2 separate regions of the Mus musculus genome follow, and region 2 is linked to region 1. A link is a contact called in public Hi-C data. All regions are on one chromosome and are shown on one strand. Each heading gives the region's core, a stretch centred on a gene start, on an enhancer-like site or on the middle of the called end of the contact. The rest is flanking DNA. Distances are from core to core; before and after follow the strand shown.

What was found. A called contact is a pair of places that touch in the nucleus more often than the background predicts.
Region 2: a Hi-C map of uterus shows a contact between it and region 1, with 1.4 times the contacts expected there. The contact joins the promoter of Emp1 here to the enhancer-like site in region 1. A contact is called at or near these places in 2 of 39 promoter capture datasets (the HPC-7 cell line and macrophages), 7 of 15 datasets of contacts at CTCF or cohesin (CD8 T cells, the NIH/3T3 cell line, embryonic stem cells and 2 more), 18 of 484 Hi-C or Micro-C datasets (the HL-1 cell line, adipose-derived mesenchymal stem cells, bone marrow-derived macrophages and 10 more), 24 of 115 datasets of contacts at active chromatin or transcription factors (the 230-238 cell line, CD8 T cells, DN3 thymocytes and 16 more) and 3 of 9 other capture datasets (adipose tissue, liver and pancreatic islet).

What each region holds. Positions count from the first base shown.
Region 1 is chr6:135,270,201-135,274,239 of GRCm38.p6, forward strand. No RefSeq gene overlaps it. Among named protein-coding and RNA genes, the nearest start is that of Gm36640, 7.3 kb to the right of the region's middle. Within about 2 kb of position 2,096, at least 13 of the 459 cell types and tissues checked have an H3K27ac peak or open chromatin away from gene starts, as enhancers often do. A contact at or near this core is called in uterus, where this site is marked.
Region 2 is chr6:135,360,705-135,364,743 of GRCm38.p6, forward strand. It overlaps Emp1 (epithelial membrane protein 1), which reads left to right and starts at 2,227. Exons shown (of 5, transcript NM_010128.4): 1 at 2,227-2,398.

The DNA of each region.
Region 1 (4,039 bases), core at 846-3,345:
AACATAGCGGTGGGCATTGGGAGCTGGGCAGACGGTTCAGGTGTGTGTGTGTGTGTGTGTGTGTGTGTGTGTGAAGTGCTGGTCGCACAAGCTTGATCTTCCTAGTTTGATCCTTAGAAGCCACATGAAATGCCAGGCACAGTGGTGTGTACATGTAACCGTAGTGCCGGGGAATGAGGCAGGCAGAGCGGCTAACCCAGCCTAATAGGTGCGCTACCAGCCAAAGAACGCCTGTCTCAAAATAAGGATGACAGTACTTGAGTAATAATGCTGCAGGCTGCCCTCTGGCCTCTAGGTGAGTGCTCAAGTGTATGCACACACAAATGCATGCATGCACACCTGCAACTCATGCACACCCCCATACATGGATATGTTGCTCGCGCGCGCGCGCGCACACACACACACACACACACACACCACACCACTTATTATCACCATCCTTTGCAACAAAAATACCCCAGGACCAAAGAGGAAGGGAGCTATAGTACTGAATTCTTACGACGGGCATCGCTGATGAGAGGGAAAGGGGCCTTTCGCCTTGGCATCTCAGAACTATTTGGACTCAACCTGCATGATATCTGCCATCAGCATAATTGTGCTTAATTTTTGGAGATGGAATTTGCACTTCACCAAGCTGAGAGTTGCACATCTTGGGCATAAACAGCAGCCACAATAAAGTATTGCAGTGAAAAGATCACTGTTGTTTCTGATTTTCTTTTAAAAAAATAAGCCATCAATGTTCACTAATAAAGGATGTTTGAAATATTGCCTCTGGTTCCAGTTCTGGGTGGGCTGGTGGACCTGGCCAACCATACTGGAGTGACCATATAGTCGGTCCTTTGGAGGTGGCCACACACATAGCTAGCAATAGTGGAAGTCACATGCCCCAGCATGCAATGGCTTTTAAATCCCCCATGGGCTACTGAGAGGGAGAGAAGAATCTCGTTTCCTGACCACCTTGTGTGCCATCTGCCTGGAGACGAGAGGAACCCGCTGGAAAGACCAGGACCTGCTAACGAAGGCAGAACTCTTCACAGGACGAGTGTTTTAAAAGCAATTAGTCCCCATCTTCCAGTGAGTGTCCCGTGTGTCTGCTGCCTGCAATGACGGACCTCCGCTCTCTACAGCTTACACCTGGCTCTGCTCTGACCCTTCATTTATGGTTGAGCTGGGAAGAGAGGAGATAGTTAACATTTGGCGGCTGCTTTCAGGAACAGGTACACGTGTGAAATCACCTCATTTTGTCTCACCAGTTTTGATGTTACCTGGGAGGTCAGAGGGCAGGGTGGTTCTGTGATCCTCCTCTGACACATTCGAGTCTAACACTGACGTACTTCCACGTGGGCCACTTCTGTGGTGTAAACATTTATTTACAGGTTTGAAAAAAAAAGACTCATATTTTGCCTTGTGGAAGAAATATCACCTCCGCAGTGACAGCAGAACATGGCTCAGAACTGACGCCTCAGCAGCTGACACCCTGACCTTTGCCATCATCTGACAGAGAGTTTTTCATCCTTAGTTTACCCCGAGTCTGAGGATCGTAGCCTGACTACAAGCTCAGGCCAAGGCACTGCCCTTCATCCCACACAACAATTATCTTAGAGGAAATAAATAGCTTCCTAAATAATACAACATCCATTTGTAACACCAGCCTTATTTGGGCTCCCATGACTTTGTTTTTGCTCGTTAGATGTATTGCTTGTTGACTGTAATAGCTTAGGTCTTATGACTCCATTAACATCTTTTTGAAATAGATAACATGTTTTGTGGCTCAGAGATCCCGAAAACAGGGAGATGATGTGGCTTCTGGGCCTTGACCTAACTGTTCCTGTGGGAGGCCAGATGGCCTGCTCCTCATGATGAACTGGAGGGAAGAAATAACATGAATGTCTGCAGTTCATTTTGCATATATTAATACTTAAGTTTGTGTTTCATAATACACTCAAGGCAGTTGTCCTATGAGCACATTTACTGCTCAGGCAGCCTCCGATAAATTCAGTGGGCTTGCCTTTCTGCAGGCAGCTCTTACCAGCCCGCCCTCTCTCTAGCCTGCCCTCTTCAAAGCAGCGGTAAAACTGATTTGAAGCAAGCCACATTCTTCCCTACTGACTTTTCGTGAAGCCTCCCCGGTAATAGTTATGCAGAACAATGACAAGCGAGATACAATTCACCAGACACAGTCAACTAACAAAGATTTGTGGGATCTTTTGTGGTCTGCTCAGGAGCTAAGTATAGATACCTGATCCAGAAGAGGTGGGGGAGGTGACCCTTGTCCTCACACACACACACACGAACAATCAGATCATAGAGCTAAAGATAACACCCAAGAAGGAAGGATTATTAAATGGTGTCGATGTATATAAATTATGTGCCTGGTCTCTTCCCAGAATATTTGAAAATGTTTTCCTATAGATTAAGAGATGGTTCAAAAGTGCTTGCCATGCAAGAATAATAACCTAATAACCCGTGTCTGAATCTTCAGAACCCACAAGAAACCAGACATAGTAGCCCACGTGTGTAATTCCGGCAGCCCTGTGGAGAGCTGGGAGGCAGAGACAGGAGAATTCTTAGAAACTGATTGGACAACTGTAGACCATGGGAAAACAACAAAAAGAGCATTGTCTCCAATAAGGTAGAAGGCAGAGATAGACACCTCAGGTTCTCTTGATCTCTACATATTCACTGTGGGATATGTATACCCCACTAACATTCACAATAATCAGTGTACACACACACATGCACACACACACACACACACACACACACACTCACACACACAGACACACACAGAGGGAGAGAAAGACAGAGAGAGAGAGAGACAGAGACAGAGACAAAGAGACAGAGATGAGGGCCTTGACTTTGAGGAGCTAGAAAGCTTGTATTAATAATAATAATTATTTATAACAATATAAGTGCATTGGTATTTGTAGTGAGCATGACAATCCCTCTGAGAAAGATGTGGGAGGAAGAAGTAAATTTTGTATGTGTGTGTAAATCGTACAGTACATCAGTTAACACCTGCACAGGAAATGGGTTTGAGCAGAGAAAAGAAACCTTTGCCCGAGGGAGCCCAACCCTTTCATAGTGGGCAGAAGGCAAGCTTGACTCACATTCCAAAGGAAAGCATTGGCTTTCTCTTCCAAGGTTGTTCACCAGTCAGATGTCTGCAGAAAGAGTCCCCGAACCATGTTAAAAACCACGAGAGACTCACAGAGACACATCTCCCCGAAACATCTCTACGGTTCCCATCTCAGAAGCAGCTGGACTTTGATTAGAACCAACGTGGATCAGATTGTTAGCAATCTTTAATTGTGGCCCTTTATCCCAGGCTCCCAGACTCAAATCTGTTACAGTTCTGGGACCCAAGAGTTGTTGTTGTTGTTGTTGATGACCTGGCTCACCTGGGCATCCCCACACTGACGTTAATGCTCTGTCCCCTCTCTACGGGGACAAGCTCTAATCTTGGTTTCTACTGTGACATCCTTTGTCACACTCTCAGGATGAAGGGCCTGCCTTGGTCTTTGGCCCCTTCCTACAGTTCCAATAAATCAGCTGCCAATTTTCATCTCACTGGTGACCAGCATGGCGGCTGGACTCTTGTGTCTCCAGTTCCAGGTGTACCACTGTACCTGGCCACTTGTCACACATGCAGCAATCCCGTGGTGCTCACTTGCCCACCATGACCTTTATCCCACCCCTCCTTCTGCTGTCCTGTGACTTCTCCACAGGGCCAGGTGAACTCCAGACTTCCTTTCCCATCACACATGCTCACACATACTCATTCCCTCATACATTGTGCTTCTCGCTGGGTCATTGTCCCAGTCTGGTTGGACAGCTATCACAGGAAGTTGTGGACAGAAGTTTTCCTTCCTGTAGTTCTGGGGACAGGGTACTGAGAACTTGTTTTCTTTTCATAGATGTTCGCCTTCTTCCTCTGTCCTCAGTAAATAGTAGTATGGACACGATGTGGGTTCCTGTGTGTAGACATTAGCATTGATGTGGGCACTCTCCTTTCTAACACCGTCATATTGTGGGTAAG
Region 2 (4,039 bases), core at 977-3,476, 91 kb after region 1:
AGCTCCCAGGGGCCCTAGCCTAGCGCTGGGAGCAAGAGACTGGCCTTTTTCCTCGGAGACAGGGTTTTTAAAAATTATTATTATTATTATTATTAATTATTAGATGGCAGAGGTGGGAGGTGAGGAAAACCATGAGAAACTGATGAGATCTCTGTCATGAAAAATCTGGACAGTTTTACTTTTCCACGGATAGAATCCCAATGTCAGGACCCGTGAAGAGGAAGGATCAAATCAGGTGTGTGTGTGTGTGTGTGTGTGTGTGTTTTCCTCAATCATCTGCTTTAAAAATATCCTCTTCTCTATAAGATTTGGAGAAATACAGACCCATGACCATGCATCACTGAAATTTACTTACAGTCTTTACTACCTAACTTCATCAGCGCTCCGTTGGACTTCGAGCCTCCCACCCCTTTCTGTCTTTCTGTGGAATTTAAATTCCTAGAGGGTGAGGTCCAGTCTACTCTGACCCAGTTTTAGCAGGGCCCAGAGAAGGTTGCTGTACAGTAAATAGGGTTCTGATCAATGACTAAATAATATCACGAGGCCTGCACTGGCCTGGAAGAGAACAGCAACCCCAGTTGCTGGGGTTTGGCAGCCGCAGCGACTCTCTGTATCTTCTCTGAGAGGTCTCTTGTCCGATTTAACAATGTCCTCAGGGAAATATCACTGCAGCTAATATCGAATGACTATTGGCCACAACCTTACAGGCTCTTGTTAGTCATTACTATCTATCTATCTATCTATCTATCTATCTATCTATCTATCTATCTATCTATCTCTCTCTCTCTCTCTCTCTCTCTCTCTATCTATCTATCTATCTATCTATCTATCTATCATTTATCTATCATCTATCTCTCTATCATCTACCTATAATCTATTGTATCTATCTATTATCTATCATCTATCAATCATCTATTATCATCTATCATCAATCTATAATCTATCTATCTATCTATCTATCTATCTATCTATCTACCTATCTATCTATCTATCTCTATTATCTATCCATCTATCACTTATGTACCCCAGGATAGCTTCTAGTTCTCCTTGAACTTATGCTATCCCTTCAACTACCTACCAACTCTCTCTCTCTCTCTCTCTCTCTCTCTCTCTCTCTCTCTCTCTCTCTCTCTCAATAGTGTCTCACTCAGTAGCCCACGCTGACTTGGAACTCACCATGTAGCCCAAGATGACCCTGGACTAAGAGCAATCCTCCTGCCTCAGCTTTTCAAATGTTGAGATCGCAGGCACGACCCACCAAACCTGTTTGATACATGTAATTCTTGCCATCTGTGTGAGCTAGGTGCCTACCATCCCCATTATATACAAGAAGGCAGAAAGAGAGGGCGCTTGCCCAAAGTCACATTGCAGCTAAGGAGAGCTGGGGTTAAATGTAGGCAGTGAGGACCTGAACCTCTTTAGGGAGGTGACCAGGGCTGCGGGATTGGACAACTCTGTAGCACCCCCCCCCCAACTCTGAGACTAAGTGGGGAGTGAGTGGTTCAGGGAAGAAGCTGTGATTGGGTCCCTGGCTGTCTTCACAAAAGCCAACTGTGGAGCAAGGTCCAATGATTATCACATGAAGATCAGAGTGCAAAGTCCTTAATTCGAAGACTTCCTCCTGCAATGCCTACAATCCATAGGGGTGAGAGTTTAACTAAAGGCCCAGGATTATGTGCTGTCAATCAGTGCCTCAACATTTGGAGCTTGCTGGGTGCCTTTCTACTCCATGGGTCTCATCCCACTGCCGCCTACAGGTCAGGGGCACAAGGGTCAGGCAGGGAAGCCAACGAGAAATGAGTCTGATAATTCCTGGTGATGAGCAGCTGCTGCTATGTGCAGTGGGGGAGGAAGAACGGGGGAATCCTGTTTGATGATTAGCCGGGACTTTAATTAACGTGGAACTGCATCTACCAGCTCTCCCCTCCTCCTGACCCTAACCTGTGTTTTGCCCTACGTCCTTGACAACCGAGGCTCCTTCTGGGTAGTAGAACTGGGCTTCGGTAAACAGATCTATTTGTGTGACTCCTCTTACTCATTTGAAGCAATGTCACTCCTTTTTCCACTGTGGTCTGTGTGTCTGAGTCAGAGGGAGCTACAACAGGGTTCTTTGAATTGATGGCTCACTCCCAGCCACATCTGACCGGCTGCCAACTTAGCAGGGCGTAGCTCACCAAGTTTTTTTTTTTTTAAATCCAGACTGATTCATAGAAACTCCTTTAAAACACGGGGAAAAGAAACCGCCCATCACACACCCCAGCACATCAGCCCAGGAAACTTATAACCTCGGGAGTCAGGTCCCTCCCCTCACTGTGGTTGCAAATCTCCTGAAGAGAGGACCAGACCAGCAGCCTGCTCTACCACCCAGGGCATCTGCCTCTCTCACTGGATACTCCAGGTAAGATTGTCCCCACACTGGAGAAACTCTGCAGAGCCCGCTCCTTTCTTTCCTCTCTTAGGCTCCTTGAAGCCCTCCCCTCTCTTCTTGCCTCTGCTATCCCTCTATGGCTCACAAAGAACGGAGTCCTTGAGACTTCTAGCTTAACGTAGTAGTGGAGGAATCTGGGATATCAGTGGGGGCCACATTCTCTTGCTGGTATGTGGATCCTTGCTCCGAGGAGACGGACGGAACGAGAAGGGACTTTGGAACAAACTTGAGTGCAATATTCTTTATGGAAGGAACTCTATGTGCCTTCGAAATGAATTAGCAGGGTTGGAAGATGTTTCCAAATCTTCTGTTTTCATTCAGATTACTTTGAGCTGAAATCTAGAAGGATGCTATGTTACCAAAACGCTCCGGCTTTTCTTTTCTCTCTGCGAAGGCAGGTTAAAGGCAGTCTCTGGGGAGAAAGTTTGTTCTGCTTTGTGGGTTGGTTATTGTTGTTTCTCTTTTACGCTTTTAGGTGACGGTGGATAAATATCTGAGTTTCAGTTAATTTTTGCGATTGCATTTACTGTCTGTCCCCCTCTTGTCTGTTGATGTCTGTTTAAGTATTTCGTTCTTTCTCTTGTTTTCCTCCACCCCCTTCTCACAGGAAGGGAAGAGGGGATTGGTTTGTTTAAAGAAAAACCGTTAGGGAAACAGAGGCAAAGGGTGTTTCAAATAAACCTTGGGAGGGGTTGATTTGGTGGAATGTGTGGGTTCCAGAATCCTTAGCCAGATGTGGAGGTGGAGGAAGGAGGCAGAGGGGAGAGGGTGGGGCTGGGGGCCTTCGGGGATTCCTGTAAGGTTGCTGAATGGCTCTGTGCTTCCACCCAGGCTTCTGCATTCTGGAGCCAACTTAGGAAAAAAAAAAAGATCTTTCAGAATCTATTAAAGGATTTTTTTTTCTAAGTGGACATGGAATTTTCTAGTGTGGCAGTGGTCATATGGGAATATTTACCTTATTTCTTTTGTGTAAAATATTATATAACTACAAACCCACGTGCTAAGTGCAAAAAGAACAAAGGCACTCGGCTGTGTTTGCTTTTGTTTTTATTAGCTTAGCATTTTGGTCGAATGTCTGTGGAGGTGTGGTTCATTTCAACACAGATGTGGGTTTTTTTTTTCTCCTCTCGTAAACAAGCCAGAGGAGAGTGACAGGATTCAGCTTGCCTGATGAAGAGCGAGGCGCCTTTCTCTTTAGAAATGCAGCTCGCTGGTTGGAAGAGAAAATTTAAAAGTAATTGGTGGGTGTGTATCCATTGATCCTTCAGAAATCTCTGCAAAGCCTTTCCCCAAGGAGGGGGTGATGAGTAAGCCCTGGGACCCATTTCTCAAGACTGAGTTTGCTTCCAATGTTTATCACTTCCAGATTGCATGACTGTGAACTGGGGAAGCCGTCTTCGTTAGGTCCACAGCCACAGTTTCCTGTGAAGATCACATGTGTGATTGTGTGTCATTCTGATCTGGTTGAAACTAGGCAACCTTAAACAAGTCAGCAAAAAGGGAACACTAGAGGGAGGGGTAAACTGCCACCAACTCCATGAGCCATGGAGCTGTCTCAAACTCCACTGTCCCTTGATAAATGAGAATATAATGCTTTGTGTGCTACCCCCT